Regions from separate parts of the Mus musculus genome. Here regions 1, 3 and 4 are each linked to region 2. A link is a contact called in public HiChIP or PLAC-seq and promoter capture Hi-C data. All regions are on one chromosome and are shown on one strand. Each heading gives the region's core, a stretch centred on a gene start, on an enhancer-like site or on the middle of the called end of the contact. The rest is flanking DNA. Distances are from core to core; before and after follow the strand shown.

Region 1 (3,216 bases), core at 139-2,638, 1.3 Mb before region 2:
TGCAACCAATGATGAAAGGAAGGCTACGGAAGCCCTTGATGCGGTGAGCAATCCTCACTGGTAACTCTTGCTGCAAGTAGCGGCCACTTTTCTGTAAGAAAAAGAGGGAAGGGCTTAAGCAGCTGGCTAGAAAGAACCCCTGGGGCAGAGAAGGAAAGAGAGAACCTTACCAGAAGGTGGCTGCCATCCTGTGAGCGACCGGAATAGAGCATCATGGTGGGAGTGAGGCGAACTGAGGGCTAAAAGGGAAGACGCACTTTGAGCACCAGATATTCAAAACCAGGCCAACCCATTTTAGCTCAGCCCTTCCCCATAAGACTTATTCTGTGAGTCACCTTCTCTGCTGCCACATCAATGGCTGACTGGTTGTAAAAAGAGGTGACAGTCTTGGAGCGTTCCCTGGCCAGCTCTACATGGTGTGTATCGGTGGCTGATGTTGAGCGAGCCCGGAGTGACAGTGAGGACCCCAAGAGGGGCCAAAGTGAAGACCAGCTCCGAGGGCCGCTGCCCAGCACTGAAGTCAGTATCATTGTCCTGCTACTTTGTTGAACTAGGGTGACACTATAGCACCCGACAGGCAATGGTGACCCCAAAGTGGGAGTAAAGAGAAAGTGGGTGGGCGGGATTTTCTCCGGATTTCAGGGTTGTGGTTCCCTCGAGGATGCAGACGTGCTCAGCGCCCGCACAGCAGCTTCCATCTATTGGAGTGGTGGAAAGAGATTTTAAGGATCCGAATCCAGATGGTTTGCACTACTTCTCCACGTGCACACCAGTGGATCTGGACAATCCTGTCCAGCCCTCACAACCACCACCTCCCGCGATACAATCAGGCTGAGGTTGGACAACACATTCCAGGTGTTCTACTCTTCTATGTAGAACAACCTAAAGGCTTGTGTGCACACTCGGGGAAGCGGGTGGGGCAATCTCCAGTTCATTCTACCCATAAAACCTCTCCCCAGCTTCCTCAGGTTCTGGACAGCCCCATTTAGGGGCTGGATTTGACCCCCTACTCGGTGTTAGGGGACTTAAGTCTTTTAAGACTGGCCTGCGTCCCTGCAACAAGAATAGCGCACAGAAGAACAGGGTTCATGCAGCAAAACTGCGGTCCCAGAGTTCCCCACTGGAGCTCCCCCCTCTGCTGGGTCACTTAGTCTGGGCAGGGTCCCCCCCATATGGTAGATGCCAGCCTCGGCCCATGCGCATTGCTGTCAGAGGTGGACGCTGAGGAGCTATGCTGCCGAGCGTCCGCCGGAGGGGGTCTGTGTGAGTTACTGTGAGTTATTCCACTTACCGCGAGGCCAGACGCTGGGCCCGGGTTCGAGCGGAACCGCGGGAGCAGTCGACCCGCTCGGCTAGCCGAGCCCGCCTTCGCCCTCCCCGGCTGTAACATCGCGCGGGCTGTGTTTGCCCAGTGCCTCCTGGGAGTTGTAGTTTGACCACAAGAATTTATGAGGGCTCCTGTCTTCCTGCCCTGTTCTCCCTTAAGCCTTCAAATGAGTAGCATTGGTTCCAAAGTTATCAGTAGTTTATCATCGACTCGGTCTTCCACTGTATAAAATAAGCTCCCGGGGCTGGTGAGATGGCTCAGTGGGTAAGAGCACCCGACTGCTCTTCCAAAGGTCCAGAGTTCAAATCCCAGCAACCACATGGTGGCTTACAACCATCCGTAACAAGATCTGACTCCCTCTTCTGGTGTGTCTGAAGACAGCTACAGTGTATTTATATATAATAAATAAATAAATAAATAAATAAATAAATAAATAAAATAAGCTCCCCTGTAGCAAAATGCTAGAGAGCACCAAAAATCCTTAAATGTGTTCAAAATAGCCGGGCGTGGTGGCACACCTTTAATCCCAGCACTTGGGAGGCAGAGGCAGGCAGATTTCTGAGTTCGAGGCCAGCCTGGTCTACAAAGTGAGTTCAAGGACAGCCAGGGCTATACAGAGAAACCCTGTCTCGAAAAACAAAACAAACAAACAAAAAAAGACCCTGCCTGCTTTTTAAGGTCTCATCTTTCAAGCTCCTAGCCCATTCACAGTCGGTCTGGTTCAAACTCTATCTCAGCTCCCTTACACCCGAGGAAAGTCAGCCAATTTCTCAGTGCTCTAATTATGGTATTGGCAAAATGAGGATGTATTAATCTTCGAACTCCGTAGACTATGCAAATTTACCTATTCAAAATGCCTGGAACAGTGTTGGGTGTGGAATTGGCGTGAGTGTTACTATTTCTACCTGTCTGCAAATTAATATGATTAGGTGACAGGAGAGGTAGGGTGTTTCAAATAAAGAGGCATCTCCTCCGAGGAAGAAGACAGTTTGAGCCTGAGAGCTGTGCTAGGGGCCCTCACAGAAGATTGGGGGAGAGCCAGGTGCAGGGTGTGTACAGGTACAGGAAGAGTGGAGCATGGCCTGGTGAGGAGGATGCATGGCGAGGTTACAGAACAGCCTGCATGATCTGCCAGGATGACCAGAGCAGTATGGAATTCGGGAGGGAAGGGATTCACGGAGTGGCCAACAGCTCCTGAATGTAGTCTGTTATTTGTGCTGTGGAATTAAAAACCACCGTTTTGGTTTGGTTTGGTTTTGGTTGGTGTTTTGAGACTCAAATAAGTGCATTTCACTATGGTAGACAGACTGGCCCTACAACTCTCCTGCCTCAGCCCAGCAATCTGATCCTTCCTACTTCAGTCTCAGTTTACTGGCAAGTGCCACCACATGTAAATTCACTATAGGTTTTATCCTTCGCCTTAGACCCCTCTGGCTGTAGCGATTGAGAAGATGGACCAAATAGCAAAAAGATCAGAGAAGACAATTAAGCAGAAAGATGATCAGAGGAGATTTTTCAGAGTGTATGTAGTGATTTCTTTTCTTCTTCTTTTTAAAAAAAGATTTATTTTGTTTATTTATTTATTTATTTATTTAATGTGAGTACACTGTTCCTGTCTTCAGGAGGATTTGGGGGATATAGCGATATTAGAGTACTTATAGCAAGCAGAAACCCTAGGTTTAAAGTGTGTGTATGTGTGTGTGAGAGAGAGACAGAGACAGACCCCAAAAGAAGGCATTGGATTATTAGATTAGGGGTATGTAATAAAACAAGGTGCACACACATATTTTTGTTGTTTTGCTCTTATATTATGTGTATGGGTGTTTGTTTGCATACCTGTCTGTGTACCATGTATATACAGTGCCCTCAGCAGCCAAAAGCAGGTGTCA
Region 2 (3,328 bases), core at 396-2,895:
GAAGAAGTGTTTTATTACTATACAATGGGAAAGAGAAACAACATGGGGAGAAAAACAATGACCTGGCCCAGCTATGGATTCTATAGATAATTAATTGTAAGAGTCACCGTTGCTATCTACCTTTATAACCCTTCCTTCCTTTAACTTTTTTAAAGACTTATTTATTTCGCTGTCACTGTCTTCATGCACACCAGAAGAGGGCATCAGATCCCATTACAGATGGTTGTGAGTCACCATGTGGTTGCTGGGAATTGAACTTAGGACCTCTGGAAGAGCAGTCAGTGCTCTTAACTGCTGAGCCATCTCTCCAGCCCCCTTCCTTCCTTTGGATCCCTCCACACCACATGGCATGCTGTTTGGCTTTAAGGCTGACATCCTTCTGCCTATTACTGCCTACTGCCTAGCAGTAATAAATAAAAGAAATCCATTTCATCTAAATTTGAATTGAGCCTAAGATTTGGTCTTTCCCTGTGGATTCTAACACCACAACATTATACTGATCTACAAGATGTAAATTTGAGGGCCAGTGAGATAGCTCAGCAGATTCAAGTGCTTGTGCCAAGCCTGATACCCCGAGTTCCATCCTAGAAGCCTACATGATGGAAGGAGAGAACTCCTGAAAGCTGTCAATTGACCTCCACAAAAGTGCCATGGAATGAACATGCCTGCCTTCACACACACCAAATATTTTTACAAGATAGAAACGAGAGCACCAAAATAAATTTTATTTTTATTTAAAGTGTGAAATAGACAATGTCCAAGGAGGGAACAGAAAGAAAGGCAAGATGAAGAAGGGTTTATGTATTTTGATGGTACAACCGTTAAAGATGAAGCAATGGAAGCAGGAGTTCTTTAGAGGAGAACCGAGGCAATGAAAGAGGATGCTACCAATCCTGTATCACTGAACTTCGGAATCCAGAAGTCAAGGTGGCTTTGTTAGAGCTGTTTCTGTGAAACAGCATGAGTCAAAGCCTCCCTAGAGAAAGCTGAACATTGACAGGTAGGGGAAGGTGCTGATGAGTAGACGCAGACGTCCTAGGATACATGTGTCAGCCAACACAAGAGTGAGCTGGAGAGTGGATGAAGTTACTGTTGTGAAAATGGACACCTTTAGAGCATGTGCAGTCTGTAATCTCAGCACTCGGGATTGGGGGAGGAGGACTGCGATCTCACGGCCAGGTTGGGCTACCAAAAACTAAGCTTTTGAGAAAGTAGTAAAATGTGCTGATGTCTGGGACTCACATCAGCTGCCGGCATCTAGACTAGCCAGCTCCAGCCGCTTCCCACCTCTTCAGAGAGGTAGGGCGCACGCGCAAGCCCCAGGGCGCCGGCTCCCACAGCCCCGCCCCCTTCCCGTCCAGGGCGCGTGCGCGTCTCCTCAGACGCCGCCTCGGCGAGCCGGGCGCCGGGCAGGAACGCTGGCCTTTCGTTCCCGCGCTGCTTGGAGGTACCTTGCCATGGCCCCGTCCCACCTACCGAGCACAGGAAGAAACAGCACGTCGCGCTGGTAACTGCGATGGCGGGAACAGGCGAATCCCTGGAACGTTTCCTCACAGGGTAGTCTCGCACTTGCGTTCGAAGGTTCGCGGCGCGTCAAGAACCACACACGCTGTTTCTCTTATGAGCGCGGTCGAGCGCGGAGGACTCCTCTGCGCATGCCGGGTACTTCTCTGTGACGTGCTGCATTGCACTCTGGGAAACGTAGTTCTTACTTCGACACCTGTGCTTTGATGTACTTAATCATGATTTAATAGATCAGAGTCAAAGGAACAGAAAAGCATGCGTGAAGCCTCGCTTCGCATGTGAAAGGTGATGGGAGCGGATCCTCTGCACCAGAAGAAAACAACAACAAAACCACATCAGATTGTTGGGGATGAGGAGGGAGGGCCCCAGGACGCAGATGAGAACTCTGTACTTTAAGCTGAAATTTGCCGTGAATTTAAAATGTATCTGAAAATATTTTTAAATTCCAAATAAGCAGTTTTAGGTTTAGTACTTGTATTTTACAGAATCTTCCCAGCAAATAAAAGATTTGGACATGCAAACATTTAGCTACATCTTTGGATACCTACCCTGTGGATGCCTGCCCAGTTAGTGCAGTGGTAGGACACTTGCTTAGCATGGTCCCGGGCTCAGTCCCTAGGGACTGCTCCCACCCTAACTATCCTAATATTTCGTACATAACACCTAAAAAAATCAATATGGTTTGGTGGTTAAGAGCAAGTACTGCTCAATCGTGAAGACCAGAATTAGAATGCCAGCACTTGGGTCAGCTGGCTCAGACTGCCTGTAACTCCAGCTCCAAGGGATCTAATGCCCTCTTTTGGCCTCTGAGGGCACTGCACAGGTGCACATACACATATACATACGCCTGGACATAGAATAAAAATATTTTTGAAAATCTTTTAAAGTTTATAATTACATATTGTTATTCTCTGATAGAATTACAAATGCTATAAGGTCAAGATCATTAGACATTCCCAGTACATAGCACTGTGCCTGGCATACAACAAGCTATCAGATATTTTTCTATTAGGAAACCTTACATTTTAACACTGAAACTATTTTAGCCCCTAGACTAGCAAAGAAATTAATGTATATATATATATATATATATATATATATATATATATATATATATATATATATATGTGTGTGTGTGTGTGTGTGTGTGTGTATACATATATATATATATGTGTGTGTGTGTGTGTGTGTGTGTGTGTGTATGTATATGAATGAGTCTGGGGAGATGCCGAGCAATCAAAAACATGTACTGCTTTTGCAAAGAGCCCGTGTTCAGTTCCCAGTGCCTACAGTAGTGGCTTATAACGATCTGCAATTCCAGCCCCAAGGGTACTGATGTGCTGTCCTCTGGCACCTGCACTCACGTGCACATACCCACACGGAGACACATACTTTTTACAGTTTGAAAAAATAATTTTCTTTCATTGAATCTGTATGTCTAGTCAGTTGTCCTGGTTAATTTTAACAACTTGACAGGGCCTAGAGCCACTGGACAATGCAGTCTTCACTGAGGAATTTCCCAGACAGACCTAGCTATAGGGAATTGTCTAATGGATTATATAGGATTATAGGAGTGCACTACCACGTTACCATGTTAATTCATACAGAAGGCCCAGCCACTGTAGGTAGCACCGTTCTCTGGGAAGGTGATCTTGGACTACATGGAAAAGCTAGTGGCATTTAGAAGACAGAGACAGGTAGATGTCTATGAATGAGGCTAGCTTGTTCTATATAGGGAGTTCAAGACACCAGTGAGACTAGTCTAGGAAGAAAGAAAGAGAGAAAGAAAGAAAAAGGAAGGAAG
Region 3 (3,221 bases), core at 382-2,881, 1.1 Mb before region 2:
GACAGTCCGAAGTTTGAAGAATATCTTATTACAGTAGGGAAGCAAGCTGCTCGTACAGACAGGACAGAGGAGCACACACAATGACAGCAAGAACACACAACTCCAAGTGCACAGTGGTCTTAGCAGCATCCTTAATTGCTGAATAACTTGGCTATCCCACTGTCACAAGGCTTCAGAATACCCACCCATACCTCATCCTTCCAGACATCAATACCCTTGTCACCAGATATATACTAGAGTCACCTCAGCTATACATGTATACCTTCTGTCCAAAACATCTCAGTCTCACAGACACAAAAAGCAATGAGATCTGGCTGTCATAGTTCCTTCGGAATAAACACTTTGGTAGACTGTGTGAAGCCCAGGGTCCTTGACACTCTCCAAGGACCAACATGCAGGGAGACCAGCAGGCACTCACCTTAAACTTAGGAACCGGGAGGGAAAAGTCTCTGGCTTTGGACCTGACATGACAGCGGGGGTCCTGGAGGTCTTCCACGGGGGTATACTTTGAGTCCTAACAAAGAAAGCAGGAAGAGATGAAACCAGGCTGAAAATTCACCAGCCTACTGACTCTATAAAGCCCATGTAGAAGCCAACATACAGAAGAGCTGGGAGAGCTTGCTCATTCTCAAAAAACCAAACTACAGGTATAGGAAGTCTGGGTGTTGAATACTGAACAGGGGGAAGCGGGGAGGGGAGATTGGAGGTCCAAATAAGTCAAGAAAGGCTCGAGGGCACTCACACTGACACTGAAGTGGACTCCGTCATAGCGGTACACCTTCTGGGAAGGCCTGCGCAAAGCAGGGTCCAAAGCAGGATCCACTATGAGCTTGTAGTTCCGCCACTGGAAGCTCGGGGCTTTCTGCCCGTCTCCCCCACCTTCCTGGTCCATCTTTGCTCATTTACACTGTCAGGAAAAGAGGGATACGGAATGGGAGTCCACGACTTAGGCCTGACTCCCTTGCTGTCCCCTCAATGTCTAGCCCCGATTCCAGGGTCTCACATCAGTCCAGTCCCCGACACCTCAGCATGACCCGTGGCTCCCTCAGATCTTGCCCTGAGGAGCTGGGCTCACTATGGCACTCCATTCCTCTCCATCCCCAATTCTACCCTCAGGGCCCAGGCCCATCTCGCGCCCCCTTACCTTCCCGCTCTCCCCAGCGCGCCCCACTTGGCCTCCACGCAAGACCCCTCCCCCGTCCCCTCGCAGGCCCCGCCCCCTCCCGCCTCCTCACCGGCCAAGCGGCCCGGGCCGAGCCCCGCTCCCGCTCCCACACAGCCGCTCGCGTCCCCGCGCCCCGATCCTCCGAACCAGAGGTGGCACCTCTTCGGGGCGTTGGAAACACCGCGAGACCGAATCTGAGACCCAGCTTCGGTCCCTGAATCCAGGCGGGGGGGTGGGGGGAGGTAACGCGCGCCGCTGCCCTCTCCTCCCGCCCGGGCGCGTTCGGTGTCGTCCACCCCCCCCACCCCGTCGGCGCGCACGCGCGCCGGGGCCCTACTCACCCGCTCGTGGCGAGCGGCTCACCCTCCCCCCACCGCGCGCAGCACCTCAGCGGCGTGAGGCGGCGGCGGCGGCGGCGGCAGCGCGAGACCCGGCCCCGCAGCGGTGGCGGCGGCGGCGCCCCCCCACCACCACCTCCCCGGCGCGCGCACCAAACACCACCGCCACCTGCGCGAGGCCCAGCGGGCACAGCGTCTGCATCCGCACTTTCGCTACAAGGACTGCGGAGCGATCCACGGGGCCGAGGGTAGCGGCCTTGCCTCGGCCGGCGCCCTGCGAGGCTCGGGAGTTGTAGCCCAGGGAGCCTGAAGATGGGCCGCATTCCCCGGAGAGTGGACCGCACCACCCTGATCCAGCTGCTCCGGCCTTGGGGTTCCTGGCGAATCGGCGGCGACGAAAGCTGCGACGAGCCCCTGAGGGAAGGGGGCGGAGCGAGGGGGAGGACGCCAGCCAGAGCTCGGGAGATTTGAGTGGCGCGTCCAACGACGCAGATTCGCGAGGCGGGCGGGGCGAATGAGTGGACAGGATGCGCGCTCCTCGGCTCCTCTTCCCTGCCCCTTCCTTGCGCAGCCCGAATGCCTATGAGGCTGCAGTGCAGATTCGCCACCGTCCTGGGCTTTGGCCGTCACCTCTTCTCACCTGCTGTAGAGTCAAGAAAATGACGCCTGGCTCGCCAAGCCCTGTTGGCAGAGTCGACCTCTAGTCCTGGATTTTTTTTTTTTTCAGTAGAACGACTCAAGGAACAGCACACTTCCTACTTAGTGCGAAATGGTTACAAGGAAGAAGTCTTCTCGGCGTTTCCTGAAAATTTTCAGACAAGAAAAGCTGCCCAAATAATCCTAAGGAGTCGGGTAGCGAATCTGCCGATCCGGTTGTGGGCGGGGCTAACGAGAGAGGCGTGGCCAGGCGTGCGGAGCCCGGCGTAACGGGCTGCTTCCCTTAGAATCCACCAAAACCTGGGAGGGGTGGGAGGTGGAAAAATACAACCAGGAGGGGTGACTCAGGCGCTTTGCCTACCGACGCACAGAGTGAAATGATCGGTTCCTTCCCGCTTTTATATTCGGGCTCCTGTTGTTTTTCAGACAGCATGACATCGAACTTGCTATATAACGGAGGATGGCCTCGAACTCCAGATCCTTTTGCCTCTATTTCCTGAGTACCGGAATTACAGGTGTGCACACCATAACCGGTTTATAGCATGCTGGGAGATCTAACTCAGGGCTTTCTGCGTGTTAGGCCAGTACCCTAGTTACACCTCCCTTGGGCTAGTTTTAAAATGTTCCTTCTGAGCCGAGCAGTGGTGGTACACGTCTTTAATCCCAGGACCTGGGAGGCTGAGGCAGGTGGATTTCTGAGTTGGAGGCCAGCCTGGTCTACAGAGTGAGTTCCAGGACAGCCAGAGCTACACAGAGAAACCCTGTCTCAAAAAAAAAAAAAAAAAAAAAAAAAAAAAAAATGTTCAGTGGTTAAAATCAGGGTTCTGTTGAGCTTAAAAGAAACATAAAGACCCTTAAGTAGATCCTATAAAAAGTAAAGGTCTGATGTAACCCGGTTATTCTTGAGCAGTTTTTAGGCAAGGGCTACCTATGCTCATAGGATCCCGCTGCGAAACTTAAGGACAGACCTCGTTCAAGCTTCACTTGGGAACCCAAAACTGAGATCGTCCCAAGGTTCAACACCCTTTTCATCCAGCGAATGAATACAGGCTCTCTGGTCT
Region 4 (3,101 bases), core at 569-3,068, 1.1 Mb before region 2:
GAGCAGCACCCCTAAGGGACCCCGGGGAAGCTGCTGCTGCTGGACACCCAGAGAATGCTCAGGCCCCGTACTACTACTGATGGTGCTCTGGGCAAATAGGCCTGAGGTTCCACATACCCCAGGCATGGGGCTCAAGACTCACCGCGGTGCACTGCCGAAGCAGGCACGACTGCTTCATGCGCCCGGGCCCCCCGAACTTCTTCATGTCTCGGCAGAAATGGCAGTCCCCGCACTCAGTTCGCACACAGGCCCGGCAACGACGGCAGCGGGTTCGGCGTCGGCGCGCTCCGGCCCCCGGTCCCCGGCTGCTCGACGACATTGGGGGCGTCAGCAACGCCGAGGGCTGTAGGCAGATGGTTGGTAAGGTCAGAGAGGCCTGCAAAGCCTGGCCTGAGAGTCTCCTGGCCGCAAGCTCACTACACCTCTGATGGGGGCAGAGCTTCTGTTTCTACCCTCAGAGAAGGTCAGCCTTTTAGTGTGTGTCCTGAGCAGAGGGCCACTCCCTCAAGACCTCCCGCCTGCTGGAAGGAGGGACACTGAGGCCCCTCCTCTAACATCCCAAGCCCAGGTTCCTGGAAAAGGCTTCAGATCTGTAGCATTACCTGAGGGAGCTTCAACTCATACCTGTTGTTACCCACACCCCCCATTCCCTCACTGATTTACCTCCAGATTCCAGGGGCATGCACCACACTCTTTCCCCTCTCCCTTCTCTCACGTGGGTACTTAGTCATCCAAACCTTTCAAACCTTGGTACTCTAGCCAGACCCACTCCATTTCTAGTGACCCAGTGTGTGCTCTCCACTTCCCCGGGCTGACACCCCTGAAATGCTTAGTGTCCCCTCTCAGCCCACACACAAGTCCTTGGGGGCTCCAAATTATCCAATAGGATCCCTCAGGCAATCTGGGTAATCTCCCAGACTCCCTAGGATTCTACAAGTTGCCCTAACATCTCAACAAAATTCAAGGTGGGCTCGGCTTTAGGTCTTCCCGCCCCCATTCACATCTTACCAGCCTGCTTTTCATCCCTAATTGTCTGGAATCCCTGGGGCTCTCCTGCCCCTGGAAACCAGATCCTCTGAAATCCCACATGGACTCAGCAAGCCTGGGGGGGTCTCTTCCCAATCAGTCTTAGACCTGCTTCCCCCAGGCTTCTCCCTTTCCAAGGACTTCCAGACCATCCACAGGGTATGGGGCCCTCCAGCACTCCGGGGGAGGGGCCTAGAGGGCGGCGACTGGAGGCGGGGTGGAGGGGGAGGTCTGCAAGGGGCAGCAGGGTCGGGGAAGGAAGGCCACTTCCCTGGGGTTGGAGGTTATAGGAGAGAAGGTTGGAGAAGGAGTTTGGAGCAAAGGGAGGGTGAGGCTGGGGGCGGGGAAGGAAGGGAGAGGCCAGGCTGAGGATGAATGGGAGTGGGAGCTGCCCAGGTCTGGGGGTGAGGAGGAGCCGCATGAACCCACCTCACACGTGTCCCGGGAGCCATCTCTCCCTTCTCGGCAGCTCCCGGCGGGTCGGCGGCCATCGGCGGCGGGGGGGCCGGGCGGCGCGGGGCGCTGAACGCTCAGAACGCCGGGGTCCACGGCCCCCCGAGGGCGCTCGGCCCCTCCCTCCGGCGGAGGCCGGGACAGCAGCGAGTGGAGATGGGGAGCGCCGGGGGCGAGGCCCTCCCACGGGCTGCGGCGCGGCCCTTCCAGGGGGAGGTCCTGCTCTGGGGGGCTCAGTCCCTCAGCCCCCCCAGGCCAACGGGGGCTCCTCGGGCGCAGGGTGCTCAGCTTTTGCCCGGGCCCCACTCAGTCCCGGGTATGAGTCTCAGCTCCCCACCCCCACCTTTCCCCAAAGCCCCCGACCCTTAACTGGCCCCTTCCCAGCTCCAACTGCCCAGGGGTCCAGGGAAAGACCAGGGGCCCCCCACCGTTTCCGGGGTTCAAACCCCGCCCACCGCCGGTTCCCGGGGAGGGGGGGGTCGCTGCAACCTGCCCCCCTCCCCTGGGTCCGCCCCTGTACTGCGGCCCCCTGACCTACAGAGACAGGGCGCGCAGAGGGGGGTGAAGGAAGCTGCTCCGGCCCCGCCCCCCCCAGCCTGCACGCGCCCCCGCCCTCCCCCCTTCAAACGCGCGACCCTCAAGATATAAAGATTTAAATAAAATTTGAATAAATCCACTCCTAAAATGGGAGGGTATAAGGAAAGGATGGGGCAGAGGCAGGAAGGGGGTGGGGGCAGTTGGGATGTCTTAGCACCCCTACTCCCCTAGCCTCGCGCTGCTTCGGCCCTGGGCCCAGGTCGCCGCTCTCATCCCTCCTCAGCTCCTTCCTCCTTCCTCCTCTCCTCCCTCTTCCCTCCCTTCTTCCCACCTCCTCCTCCTTTTTACTCCCTCCTTCTCCCAGAGGAACCCCGCCCCCTTCTCCCTCCTTCCTTCACCACCTTTACTTTCCAGGACGAGCGCGTGCAAAGCACGACGGGAGTTGTAGTTCTCCAAATTCTAGCACTATCGTGGGAAAAGTGGGACACAAGGGCCAGCCGGTACTACAAATACGATGGCGAGAAGGATGCCACGCTGGAAGCCGAGCATGGCGGGAATTATAGTCCAGTTGACCCGAGACTCCCCGTAGCAGGACATAGAGAAGGAGCGGGAAGAATGACTACAAGCAAGATGGCCTTTTCCCCCGACCCGACCTCCTTTCCAGGCACTCACACGCCCTCTGGTCCACAACCCTCCGCGCGTGTGGTACCTGACGGGAGTCGCAGTCCAGCTGCTGCCTTCCCGCTGCCATTTCTACTCATCAGGAACAATGGAAAGGTGAAAAGAAACGAGGACTACAAGCAAGATGGCGATCGAGGGGCGTACACCTAATAAGTCGATCTTATGAAGTGGGATGGGAATAGTAGTTTTCTAGCCTTCCTATGTTCCTTTAAGAATGCCAGAACCGGGAGGATAAAGAGACTACCGTAAAGATGGCAGGATACCTAACCTTTCCTGGCTGCTTCATTCTACCACTTGGAGCTCCTCGCCCGCCTGAACTATCAAAATCCCGCACTCGATGATGCAAAGCCAGACGGGAATTGTAGTCTTCCTCGCTCCCCTCTTTATCTTCTGTCGAGACAATG

What was found. Promoter capture Hi-C pulls out the DNA fragments that hold promoters and counts their contacts. HiChIP or PLAC-seq counts read pairs in DNA pulled down with a chosen protein or histone mark.
Region 1: a promoter capture Hi-C map of neural stem cells shows a contact between it and region 2. The contact joins the promoter of Bckdk here to the promoter of Sgf29 in region 2. A contact is called at or near these places in 4 of 39 promoter capture datasets (erythroid cells, liver and neural stem cells) and 1 of 9 other capture datasets (macrophages).
Region 3: a contact with region 2 is called in an H3K27ac HiChIP or PLAC-seq map of double positive thymocytes, with 7 times the contacts expected there. The contact joins the promoter of Setd1a here to the promoter of Sgf29 in region 2. A contact is called at or near these places in 3 of 39 promoter capture datasets (liver and pre-B cells), 1 of 484 Hi-C or Micro-C datasets (B cells), 3 of 115 datasets of contacts at active chromatin or transcription factors (double positive thymocytes, pancreatic cancer cells and thymic regulatory T cells) and 2 of 9 other capture datasets (adipose tissue and liver).
Region 4: a promoter capture Hi-C map of liver shows a contact between it and region 2, with 3 times the contacts expected there. The contact joins the promoter of Fbxl19 here to the promoter of Sgf29 in region 2.

Annotation. Positions count from the first base shown.
Region 1 is chr7:127,902,245-127,905,460 of GRCm38.p6, reverse strand. It overlaps Bckdk (branched chain ketoacid dehydrogenase kinase), which reads right to left and starts at 1,388. Exons shown (of 12, transcript NM_009739.3): 1 at 1,292-1,388; 2 at 336-698; 3 at 171-239; 4 at 1-91. The coding sequence starts at 530.
Region 2 is chr7:126,647,626-126,650,953 of GRCm38.p6, reverse strand. It overlaps Sgf29 (SAGA complex associated factor 29), which reads right to left and starts at 1,645. Exons shown (of 10, transcript NM_029339.3): 1 at 1,477-1,645.
Region 3 is chr7:127,775,799-127,779,019 of GRCm38.p6, reverse strand. It overlaps Setd1a (SET domain containing 1A), which reads right to left and starts at 1,631. Exons shown (of 19, transcript NM_178029.3): 1 at 1,507-1,631; 2 at 743-907; 3 at 419-514. The coding sequence starts at 892.
Region 4 is chr7:127,745,492-127,748,592 of GRCm38.p6, reverse strand. It overlaps Fbxl19 (F-box and leucine-rich repeat protein 19), which reads right to left and starts at 1,818. Exons shown (of 11, transcript NM_172748.2): 1 at 1,456-1,818; 2 at 143-343. The coding sequence starts at 319.